2 separate regions of the Mus musculus genome follow, and region 2 is linked to region 1. A link is a contact called in public Hi-C data. All regions are on one chromosome and are shown on one strand. Each heading gives the region's core, a stretch centred on a gene start, on an enhancer-like site or on the middle of the called end of the contact. The rest is flanking DNA. Distances are from core to core; before and after follow the strand shown. Region 1 holds the start of 2310022A10Rik (RIKEN cDNA 2310022A10 gene). Region 2 holds the start of Cox6b1 (cytochrome c oxidase, subunit 6B1).

Evidence for each region. Hi-C and Micro-C count contacts between places; a contact is called where the count stands out from the background.
Region 2: a contact with region 1 is called in a Hi-C map of uterus, with 8 times the contacts expected there. The contact joins the promoter of Cox6b1 here to the promoter of 2310022A10Rik in region 1. A contact is called at or near these places in 1 of 39 promoter capture datasets (maxillary cranial neural crest) and 2 of 484 Hi-C or Micro-C datasets (B cells and uterus).

What each region holds. Positions count from the first base shown.
Region 1 is chr7:27,551,236-27,556,249 of GRCm38.p6, forward strand. 2310022A10Rik (RIKEN cDNA 2310022A10 gene) reads left to right here and starts at 2,055. Exons shown (of 10, transcript NM_175107.5): 1 at 2,055-2,118. Pld3 (phospholipase D family, member 3) reads right to left here and starts at 1,983. Exons shown (of 14, transcript NM_011116.2): 1 at 1,763-1,983.
Region 2 is chr7:30,623,208-30,628,478 of GRCm38.p6, forward strand. Cox6b1 (cytochrome c oxidase, subunit 6B1) reads right to left here and starts at 2,907. Exons shown (of 4, transcript NM_025628.3): 1 at 2,844-2,907; 2 at 1,293-1,406; 3 at 208-308. The coding sequence starts at 1,398.

The DNA of each region.
Region 1 (5,014 bases), core at 805-3,304:
ATGTGATGCTATATAAACCCTGCTCCCCAATGTAAAGCTAATTGGTTAATAAAAGGCTAGAGCCTGCAATTGGGCAATAGGAAGAAAGAGGCAGGCCTTGAGGATAAAATGAGGGGTCTGAGGAGAGGCCAGGGTAGGAAAAGGAAGGAAGGATAAAGGAGCCCAAGGAAAGAGGCCTTCAGGACTGGAGATGGACCATGAACATGTGGCCAGGAGAAATAGACCCCAAAAGCAACCCCAGGAAGATTCAAACAGCACGTAACAAGAGACTTACGGCAGAGATGTACAAGAGACTCGCGGCAGAGATGTATGTTAGAATAGTTCCAAAACCTGCCCAATTTAAGTTTACAGCTTGTAAACAAAATGCCAGGACTGTGTATCTTTTATATAGGCTAGCTAAAACATAATAATTCATTTTTACAAACACCTATAGGCAGAGGTAAGAGGATCAGGAATTCAAGACCACATATGGCTACATATGGAATTCAAAGCCTGCCTAAGCTACACAAGGCTCAGCCAACAAATGAACAAACGCTCAGAATTCACATTTTCCTGGTAGTGTCCCCATGCGCTTTTGTTGTTGTTTGACAGTTTCGTGTAGCTCAGGTTGGCCTTGAACTTGTAATGTATCAGAGGCTGAGGTAGAGATCCTCCTGCTTTAGCTCCTGGACATTGGGTTTACAGACACACAAACCTGTTGGCTACTGTGCATTTTACAAATGGGAAAGCAGGAATTGGAGAGGCATGGTTTGGTGGCCTGGGTTTCCCACAGGTTTAGGGGTGAAGCTGGGACCCTGGGATACCATAGAATACCATATAATATCCCACACCATGGAAATATGTGAAACGTGTACCCACAGAGGAGGGAAAGCTATAAGGCTGGGTGGCTCCTTGTGGGTAATGCTGAATACAGATGTGTTAGTGGAGAGATGGAGACACCAGGGCGATTTGAGGGTAATCTAAGGGGAGATGGAAACAGGAAGTACAAGAATAACTGGTATGAAGAGATTTAGGGGAAATGGGGGTTTCATGAAGGAGATGTGTGGGTGACTAAGACAATGATGACAGAGAGACCGGCTCATCAGTGCTTGCAATCCCCACACTCAGGAGGCTGAGCAATTGGATCTAAAATTCAAGGCCAGCCTGAGTTGCACTGGTGACTGAATGCTAATCTCCCGCACAGGTACCCAGTGCTAACAAAGATGGAAGAGTGACCAGCGGAGCACTGGGGACAGCAGGGGCGTGTCTGAGCTGACATACTTTGAGGTTACAAGGAGACCCTGTCACATAAAAAGAGAAAACTGAGCATATAAGGCCAATCAGGGCTTAAGGGGAATGAAAATGAATAAAAAGGACAATGTTTGTGCTGAAGAGATGGTGCAGCAGTTAAAAGCACTTGTTGCTCTTCCAAAGGACCTGAACTAGAAAACCCAGCATTCACATGGGATGGCTCACAACCATTCGTAACTACAAATCCAGGGAATTAGACATCTTCTGATCTCCTCGGGTAAATGCAGTCACAGATACTCAATTAATTGTAAACAAACAAAAAAACAAAAATTACTTCTTAAAGGAGGGGGCGATGTGAGAGAGGTCATGGCGTCAGAAGGGGAGGGGTGGTGACGATTTAAGTGGGGTATGATTTAAGAGAAGGGATGAGGGCACCTAAGTGGGCCAAGGACGATATAGAAGAGATGCATTATAGACGAGAGGGTGACACAGGGAGGGCAGCCAAGGTGTCGCGCACCAGATCGCACAGTACCTGCACGTCAGAGTCTTCTACTCCAGAACCTAGCCCCGCCTTCCCGCCCACCTGTGCGCAGGCGCAGTCGCGCTAGACTGCGGGCAGGGTGGGGGCTAGACTTGATCCTTTCTGATTGGCGGCGTTCTTCGCGACCGAGGCTCTGTGTTGTCATGTGATGGTCGCCGCCCCACACTCTCTTGCTGGTTGGAGGCTAGGAGGGCTAGAGCGGCTGGTGGAAGGTGCAGTCTGGCTTCCGGTATCAAGGGCAGGACTTCCGGGGCGGGCGGCCCAGGCCGAGGGAGGAGTGTCTGACAGTTGGCGCGACCCGGAGGGCGGGCGGGCGCCTCGTGGGGGTGCGGGCCCCAGAGTGCCAGGTGAGGTGCGGGACTGGGACGGAGGAGGTTAGGGATGGAGATACGGGGTGGCCGGGGGTCTGGACTTCCCGCGCAGCCCATACTGTACGATCAGATAAATGATTTCTCTTTCTGAGCCTCAGTTTCCTCTTCTGTACAATGGGGGCCCAGAAGCTGACCGTAGAACCCGTGTAATGGGACGTCAGGTCGTGCACACCCGTTCTGCTCTCAGAGCTCTCCATGTTACTCTTCCATCCTCGTTAGCACTGATGATGGGTACCCGCGCGGGAGCTGCCCGAGCTAGCAGGCCAGCGGGTTTGGGTTCTAATCCCAGCTTCCCTTTGCAAGAACTGGGCCTGTGTCATTACCTTTCTGAGCCCAAGTTTTCTCTGTTTAGTGAAAACCGATAATCTCAGGCTCCTATGTTCGTCGTGTGGATCCTGATGAATGTCTTTGGCATACCAACAGCTCGGTGGATCGGGATTGTAGCTGAGAGTTCTAACAACATAGAGGAGGGAAGCCCAAAGGAAGCAAAACAACAGTCAAGAAGATTGTTTGCCTCTTTCCTGAGTCCTGAAATAGCGATTTAAAATAATGACTAATGCATGTTCCTCAATTTAAAAGGGGGCATTTTGCATTGTTATCCTAGCCAGGAGAAGGGAACCTTAACTTGAAATACAATAGAAATAGAACATTCCTCTTCATTTGTGGGCAGTAAATGAAAGATACTTGAAAAGTTGTTTTGTTTGTGTGTTTGTTTGTTTATTTACTTATTTATTATTTTTGAAGCTGGGTCTCTGTTTGTAGCTCTTTCTGTCGTGGAACTCACTACATAGACCAGGTTGGCTTTGAACTCACAGATAAACTGCCTGCCTCTGCCCCTCTACCCAGTGCTGGGATTAAAAGCCTCTGCTATCATGCCAGGGTGGCTAAATAGTCTTATATACTTGGTTTCCACCTCACATCTGCATGCAACTTACATTAGGTCTACAACTGTCCCAGTCTGTCACTAGTTTAGTTCAGATTTAATGAATACCTGTCAGACGTAGTTGTAGGAACTTTGAGTTTGCTGTTTTAACCCCTCTAATATATATATTTTTTAATTTTAAATGACATGTTTTATTACACTGTATGTAAAACCAGAGGATAGCTTGGCCTGGTGGCCTTTACCTACTTAGCCTACTTATCTCTCTGCCCCTCCCCACCTGCCGCCCCCCCCCCCCCCAGGAGAAAAGCAGAGGTACTTGTTTTTAATTTTTTTCCCCATTGATGTACCTGCCCATGCATTTCTGTGGAGATTAGGAAAAGTTTTGGGAGTCAGTTCTCTTTCTCCGAGTGGGATGCCGGTTCAGGCGACAGAACTCCTGTTGTCTGACTTGATGGCAGGCACCTTTGAGTAGGTTGTCCTATCATTTACTTTAAAGTCCTGGCAATGGAACCCAGGCCAGGCACACGCTAGGCAAGTGCCCCACCACTGAGCAGTTTCCCAGCCCTCGGCTTTTTGAGGTAAGGGCTGTCCACGGAGCACACCTGGCCTGGAACTCAAAAGCCTCAACTTCCCAAGTGCCAAGACTGCAGGTACCTGCTGCTATGATGAGCAGTAGTGGGACCGTCCTTAAATGGCTCCAAGAGGGGGAGTCCCAGAAAGCAGAGCTACCTGCCTGAGGTCAGGGTTGGGTCTAAGTTCCCCTCCCCCCTTCCTCTCCACCTTTCCACCCCTTCTTTGGCTTTTTTGAGACAGGGCCTTAGGCTTTTGCCTTGACTGTCCTCAAGCTCATGGTGCTATTACACCGCCTCCTGAATGCTGGGATTCTAAAGCTGTAAGCATGGTTGGTGCTTTGGATTCAAGACCTTGAAGGACGTAGCATGTGGATTCTGTAAATGGTATTTCTAGAATTGAGTTTTGAGAGCTGTCTTTTTTTTTTTTTAAGATTTGTTTATTTATTATATGTAAGTACACTGTAGCTGTCTTCAGACGCTCCAGAAGGAGTCAGCTCTTGTTACGGATGGTTGTGAGCCACCATGTGGTTGCTGGGACTTGAACTCAGGACCTTGGGAAGAACAGTTGGTGCTCTTAACCACTGAGCCACCTCACCAGCCCGAGAGCTGTCTTTTTAAAAATGTTAATTTTGTCAATTTCCTCTATTCCGAGAGTCAGTGCAAGAGATGGACTTTTAAAAACACTCCTCTGTGTTTGTGTGTATGTCCGTGTGGCTGAGCATGTGGTACCCGCCTGCAGATGCTAAAGTTGGATGTCTTACTCAATTATTCTTTACCTTATATTTTAAATCAGGGTCTCTCACTGAACACGGAGCTTACCCATTTGGGCACACAGGATGGCTAATGAGCTCCAGGGATCCTCCAATCTTCACTTCCCCAGTGCTTGGCTTTATAAAAAGTGGGTGGTGGGGATTTGAACTCAGGTCTTCATGCACAGTACTGACTGAGCCATCTCCCCAGCTGGGGACATGAACTTTTAAGATGGTCTCTTTCCTTTTATGTGTGTGTGTATTTACCAGCCTGTCCATACTTTGCACCATGTACATACCTGACGCACTTGGAGCCCAGGCATGTTGGAGATGGAGTTACAGGTGGTTGTGCCTTGCTCCCAGAGTGCTGGGAACTAAACTGGGTCTTCTACAGGCGCAAACCATGTCCTAAGCACCGAGTCATGTCTCCGGCCCCCAGAAACGGATTTTTTAAATCATAGGGAGAAGAAGCTTGGCACCTGGGAGGTGGAGACAGGAAAATTGTGAATTCATGGCCATCTTGACTAATTCAGGAGATCTAGCTTCACCATGGGACCCAACCAACCAACCAACATGGCGTTAGGAGCTGAAATTGAGTTTAGCAGTGGTGACTTCAAGGCCCTAGACTTCTGGTTTAGTATAGCGGAGGCCTTCCAAGGAGAGACTGG
Region 2 (5,271 bases), core at 1,657-4,156, 3.1 Mb after region 1:
GGGCCACTACTGCCCAGCCCAAGCCTGTGTTTCTTCAGTGCATGGGCAAGGAGGGTGGTCCTGGGCTAAGGGCCCTCACTGAGCAGGGATCAGTGACATTCCATGGCTGGTCCTCGCTTGACCCTTGGAGGTGAACTCTCACTAGCCATACTCGTCTCTGCTACCTCCCTACCTGACCACCCAAGGGTCCCGTCGGGAGGCACATACCCATGACACGGGACAGAGGGACTTGTACACACGCCGGTACCACTCACACACGGAGACATCACCCCCCTTGGCCGTCATTGCCTTCTCACAGCGGTGGAAGTCTGTGAAGAAAAGAGGTTCCAAATCAACCCCGACTAAGCACATTTCAGAGGAAAATCCACAAATGCTTTTTGCTTTAAGATTGCTTATACATACAGAGGGAATGCAAACTTACAAGTACACCATAAAGAGCTATATACGCCTGACCTGGGCAGTTATATAGAACATTCTGGAGCTAGGAATGACAGCAAAGTATGAGGGGCATATATCAGAATTATGGAAGTCCAGACAGGGCTAGGGAAGGGGAAGGTAGTGTTGATCATATCTGAGGAAGACAGGACAGGTACCAGCGGGGTTTTTAATTCTTGTTAATGGTTAGTTTTTTGTTTTTTGTTTTTCTTTGTTGAGGGAAGGTCTCATGGGCTCAAGTAAGGCAGGGGCCCCAAATGTCTCTAGCAAAGAGAGAGGAAAGGGACAGTGTTTAAGACCGGGCCCAAAGCAAGCTGAGAGCAGAGTACTGGCAATATTCATTTTTATCCATGGATTGTGACTATGTCTGAATCAACTTTTTTTTTAAAGATTTATTTATTAATATATCAAGTACACTGTAGCTGTCCTCAGATGCACCAGAAGAGGGCGTCAGATATCATTACGGGTGGCTGTTAAGCCACCATGTGGTTGCTGGGATTTGAACTCAGGACCTTCGGAAGAGCAGTCAGTGCTCTTACCTGCTGAGCCATCTCACCAGCCCCTGAATCAACTGTTTACATACTGTATTTACTTGTATGTTGTGTGTGTATGTGGCACACACATAAGATGTATATGTAATTCATATATACATGTATAATTATATTCTTCAAAAAATTTATTGTTGAGACCAAAGTTTATGACCTGGAGAGCTAGTTTGAGGGGTCGGGCCCTCCAGAGGGTACGTCCAGAGTGAAGGAAACCAGGCTGGAACGCACATGTCCCTGCTCCCCAACTTCCTTTCTGAGGTTGGAGGTACATGGGAGACCCAGGCAGGCCCACTATGGTACTCTGCTTACCCAGGTAGTTCTGCCAACAGTTCTTAGTCTGGTTCTGGTTGGGGAAGCGGCTGTCAAAGGGGGCAGTTTTGTAGTTCTTGATTTTAGTCTTGATGTCTTCAGCCATCCTGACTCCTGGATGCAAACAGAGTGGGAATGTTGGCAACCATTCTGGAGGTGCTGGGTGTGGGGATGTCAGGCCAGAGCAGAATAACAGGCTGAATGTGAATAAACCATTATCTCCCCCTTCTTCACAAACACAGAAAGATGAAGGGCAGGGAAAACCCATATATCTGAGTACAGAAGCCACAGTAGGGTTGGACAGAGGTCTCCTTGGCAAAACCAATCTTCATCCTTAAATTCCAGTTAACGCTCACTGTGTGCACAGCACATACTATGTGTACTCTATACATACCTACCCCATGGCCACTCTAAAAGATATTGCTACCTCTGTTGTCTACACAAGGGACAGGGTGTCTAAATGACTTTCCAAGGTCACACAGCACCCAGTGATAATGCTTCATCCATCACCAGCAAAAACACTGCAAGGATTTTCTGGTGTCACCGGCTAGTTTTCTGGCGTCACACACTCATCTGAGGTCCAATGAACTCAAACTTTGCTCAGAATATGCCTAAATGCATTGTGGGATTGCCTAAGATGTGTCCCCCCCCACCCCGCTCCAAAAAAAAAAAAAAAAAAAAGCTCAAAGGACTTAACAAGTAAAGTACAACTGGAGGTAACCATGACTGAAGATTTGTGACTCTTGTAACTGGCATGTGTCAGGTATCTGTGATTTTGCCTGCTGACAATGGCCCAGGCTACCAAATCTATTGACGTTGCTGCCTCCATTCCTAATGGAAGTAAATACTGGAATTCGATTAGAACCCCACGCAAACCGCCCCCCCCCCAATCATTCAAATACTTTAGCTCCTTGAGTTTTATCGACTTCTCTCAGCTTTGATATGTCTGAAGAGATGACATAGTCAATATCAACAGACCTGAGAGAAACTGTCTCTAGAGCATCTGGGGGACCTTGACACCACAGAGGTGCCAGTGTCAACTGAAGTAGTCCAAACAAGTGGGGTATTTGGGCAGGTTCATTGAAGGAGGCAAGGTGGGCACGGGGGATTTAAAAGACTCAGTGTCGGAAGTAATTTTGGACAATATCTCGAGTTTTGAGAGTTGATCAAAGATGACGCTGAGGGGAAAGACACGAGTCAAGGCGACAGGCTTCGGCCTTGGAACGCGGGTGGCCACGCCTGTGAACTCGCAACTAAAAGCTCCACAGTCCAATTTACTGGGTCTAAATCCGAATTGCCTTATAGCCACGGGTAAGGCGCTTCACACTCCAGCCCCAACGCTATCAAAGGGGACTTGTAGGGCTGAAGGATGGAGTAATAGGGACTGCTTAGAAAGCGACCTAGCCATCATGAAGAAAGGCGGCTATAATGGTTAGCTCCAGGACACCGGACCCGTGGCCGCCGGAAGTTTCTGCTTGGCGTCAGGGAAGCCCCGGGGCGCTTCTCTGCAACGGACAAGGTTCCCCCAGGATCCCGACCCTTCACACTCACCTAAAGATTGTCCCGGAGTAGCGTTACTTCAATGTGACCCTTAGCAAAGACGCCAATGTCAGACGGGAAGCGGAATTCCGACTGGCCGGAAGCTGCGAGAGGAGGAGCCGAGCTGAGTCCTCCGGGCTGCTAGATTGGCCTCGGGAGGCGTGCCCAGAAACCGCTTTGGCCACGCCCACTTCCGAAGAAGCCCGACCTCCTATTGAGCTAAATTTCTGCTTATTATTGTTGCTGGGCCAATCGAGATTTTACTTTGCTCTTAAAAGGCACCTGACGTTCAATTATGGGTTATTATCACCTGCCTGTCCTTCCCAGAGGGAAAAGCATAAGACTGTCTTCAGAGTGGGAATGGAAAAGTGTCACAGATAATCTGTGTTTTGAAATAGGACTTCGCTGTATATCTCAGACTGGCCTCGAAATTTTGATCACAGATTACTAGGTGTTAGGATAACAAGCGTTTACCCCTGTGCCTTGATTCGAAAGTTATTTATATTTATTTATTTGGGTTTTCGGGATAGACAATCTTAGTTTGTGTTTTATTGCAGTGAAGAGACATCATGTCTACGGCAACTCTTTGTTTGTTTGTTTGTTTGTTTGTTTGTTTGTTTTTCGAGACAGGGTTTCTCTGTATAGCCCTGGCTGTCCTGGAACTCACTTTGTAGACCAGGCTGTCCTGGAACTCACTTTGTAGACTCAGAAATCCGCCTGCCTCTGCCTAACTAGTGCTGGAATTAAAGGCATGGGCCACCACGCCCGGTTTATGGCAACTCTTATAAAGGAAAACAATTAAGGGCTGGCTTACAGTTTCAAGTTTCGTCCATTATCATCATAATTGGAAGCAATGTGGTGAATTGCTCTGATCCTTGAGGGTTGCTGTTTCTGCTGCTTTTCTGCATAAACTGGAATCCAGAAGAAGTAGGCTCCAAAGGAAGTACTGGCAAAGCAAGTACCTGTCCCTTCTTCCATTGTCCTTATATAGGCCTCCAGCAGAAGATATGGCCCAGAATAAAAGTGTGCTTCAAGACCTGTAGGAGTCATTCCTCCTAGAGGTCTGGATCAAAAGCCTGTGTCTTCCAGCCTTAAGGTCCAGATTACAGGCATGTTGTCTTCCTGCCTCAAGTCCGGATTACAGGTGTTCCCTATGTTTCTGGATTATAGTTCATTCTATATATAGTCAAGTTGATAATTGAGAGTAGCCATCCACATAGGGGTTCTCTGTGTAGCCCTGGAAACTCATCTATCTATCTATGGGTGTCCTAGAACTCACTCTGTAGGCCAGGCTGGCCTCGAATTTTTATCTGCCTGCCTCTGCCTCCCCGAGTGCTGGGATTAAAGTGCTGACATGGGTTTAAGTTAATAGAAAGTTTTTATTAGGTCTCCAGTGATTACACTAGGTGTTTGGGATCTTGGTGTAGCACCAAGCCCTTTTTAGAGTGAATTTTTACACACAAAACCTGTATTCTGGATTGACATAATTCAGTTCATAAGATAGCTAGCTGGACAGTGGTGGTGCACGCCTTTAATGCCAGCATTTGGGAAGTAGAGGCAGGAGAATCTCTGAGTTTGAGGGCAGCCTGGTTTACAGAATGAGTTCCAGGACAGCTAGGGCTACACAGAGAAACCCTGTTTTAAAAAAGGGGTGGGGGGCTGGCGAGATAGCTCAGTGGGTAAGAGCACTGACTGCTCTTCCTAAGGTCCTGAGTTCAAATCCCAACAACCACATGGTGGCTCACAACCACCCTTAATGAGATCTGACGCCCTCTTCTGGTATATCTGAAGTCAGCTACAGTGTACTTATGTATAATAATAAATAAATCTTTGGGCCGGAGCAAGCAGGGACTGAGTGAGCAGAATTGACAGAGTGAGCAAAAAAAAAAAAAAAAAAAATTCAGTTTCCAGCAACCACATGAAGGCTCATAACCATCTGAACAGATACAGTGTATTCATATACATAAAATAAATAAATAAATCTTTTTTTTTTAAGGCACTGCTGAAAAAAACACAAAGACCTTGCCTTCTTAGGTCCTAAGAGCGTTGTTAGAAGGTGAAAAATGAAGTGGTCTCTCCTACAGTCTCATCCATCACTGTAGCAGACACCACTGCCTGCTCGTTACTATTCTCAATCCCCAGAGATCACTGTTCACACATCCAGGCAGCCGAGAGACCTGTACTGATTGGAGGAAACTTTAGGAATTCAACCTTGGGTCTGATGGAAAGAGATCCATGGGGAAAGTGGCTACAGTATCATTCTTTTTTTTTTCTTTCTTTCTTTTCTTTTTTAGTTTTTCAAGACAGGGTTTCTCTGTGTAGCTCTGGCTGTCCTGGAACTCACTCTGTAGACCAGGCTGGCCTCGAACTCAGAAATCCACCTGCCTCTGCCTCCCAAGTGCTGGGATTAAAGGCGTGTGCCACCATTCTTATCATGGAA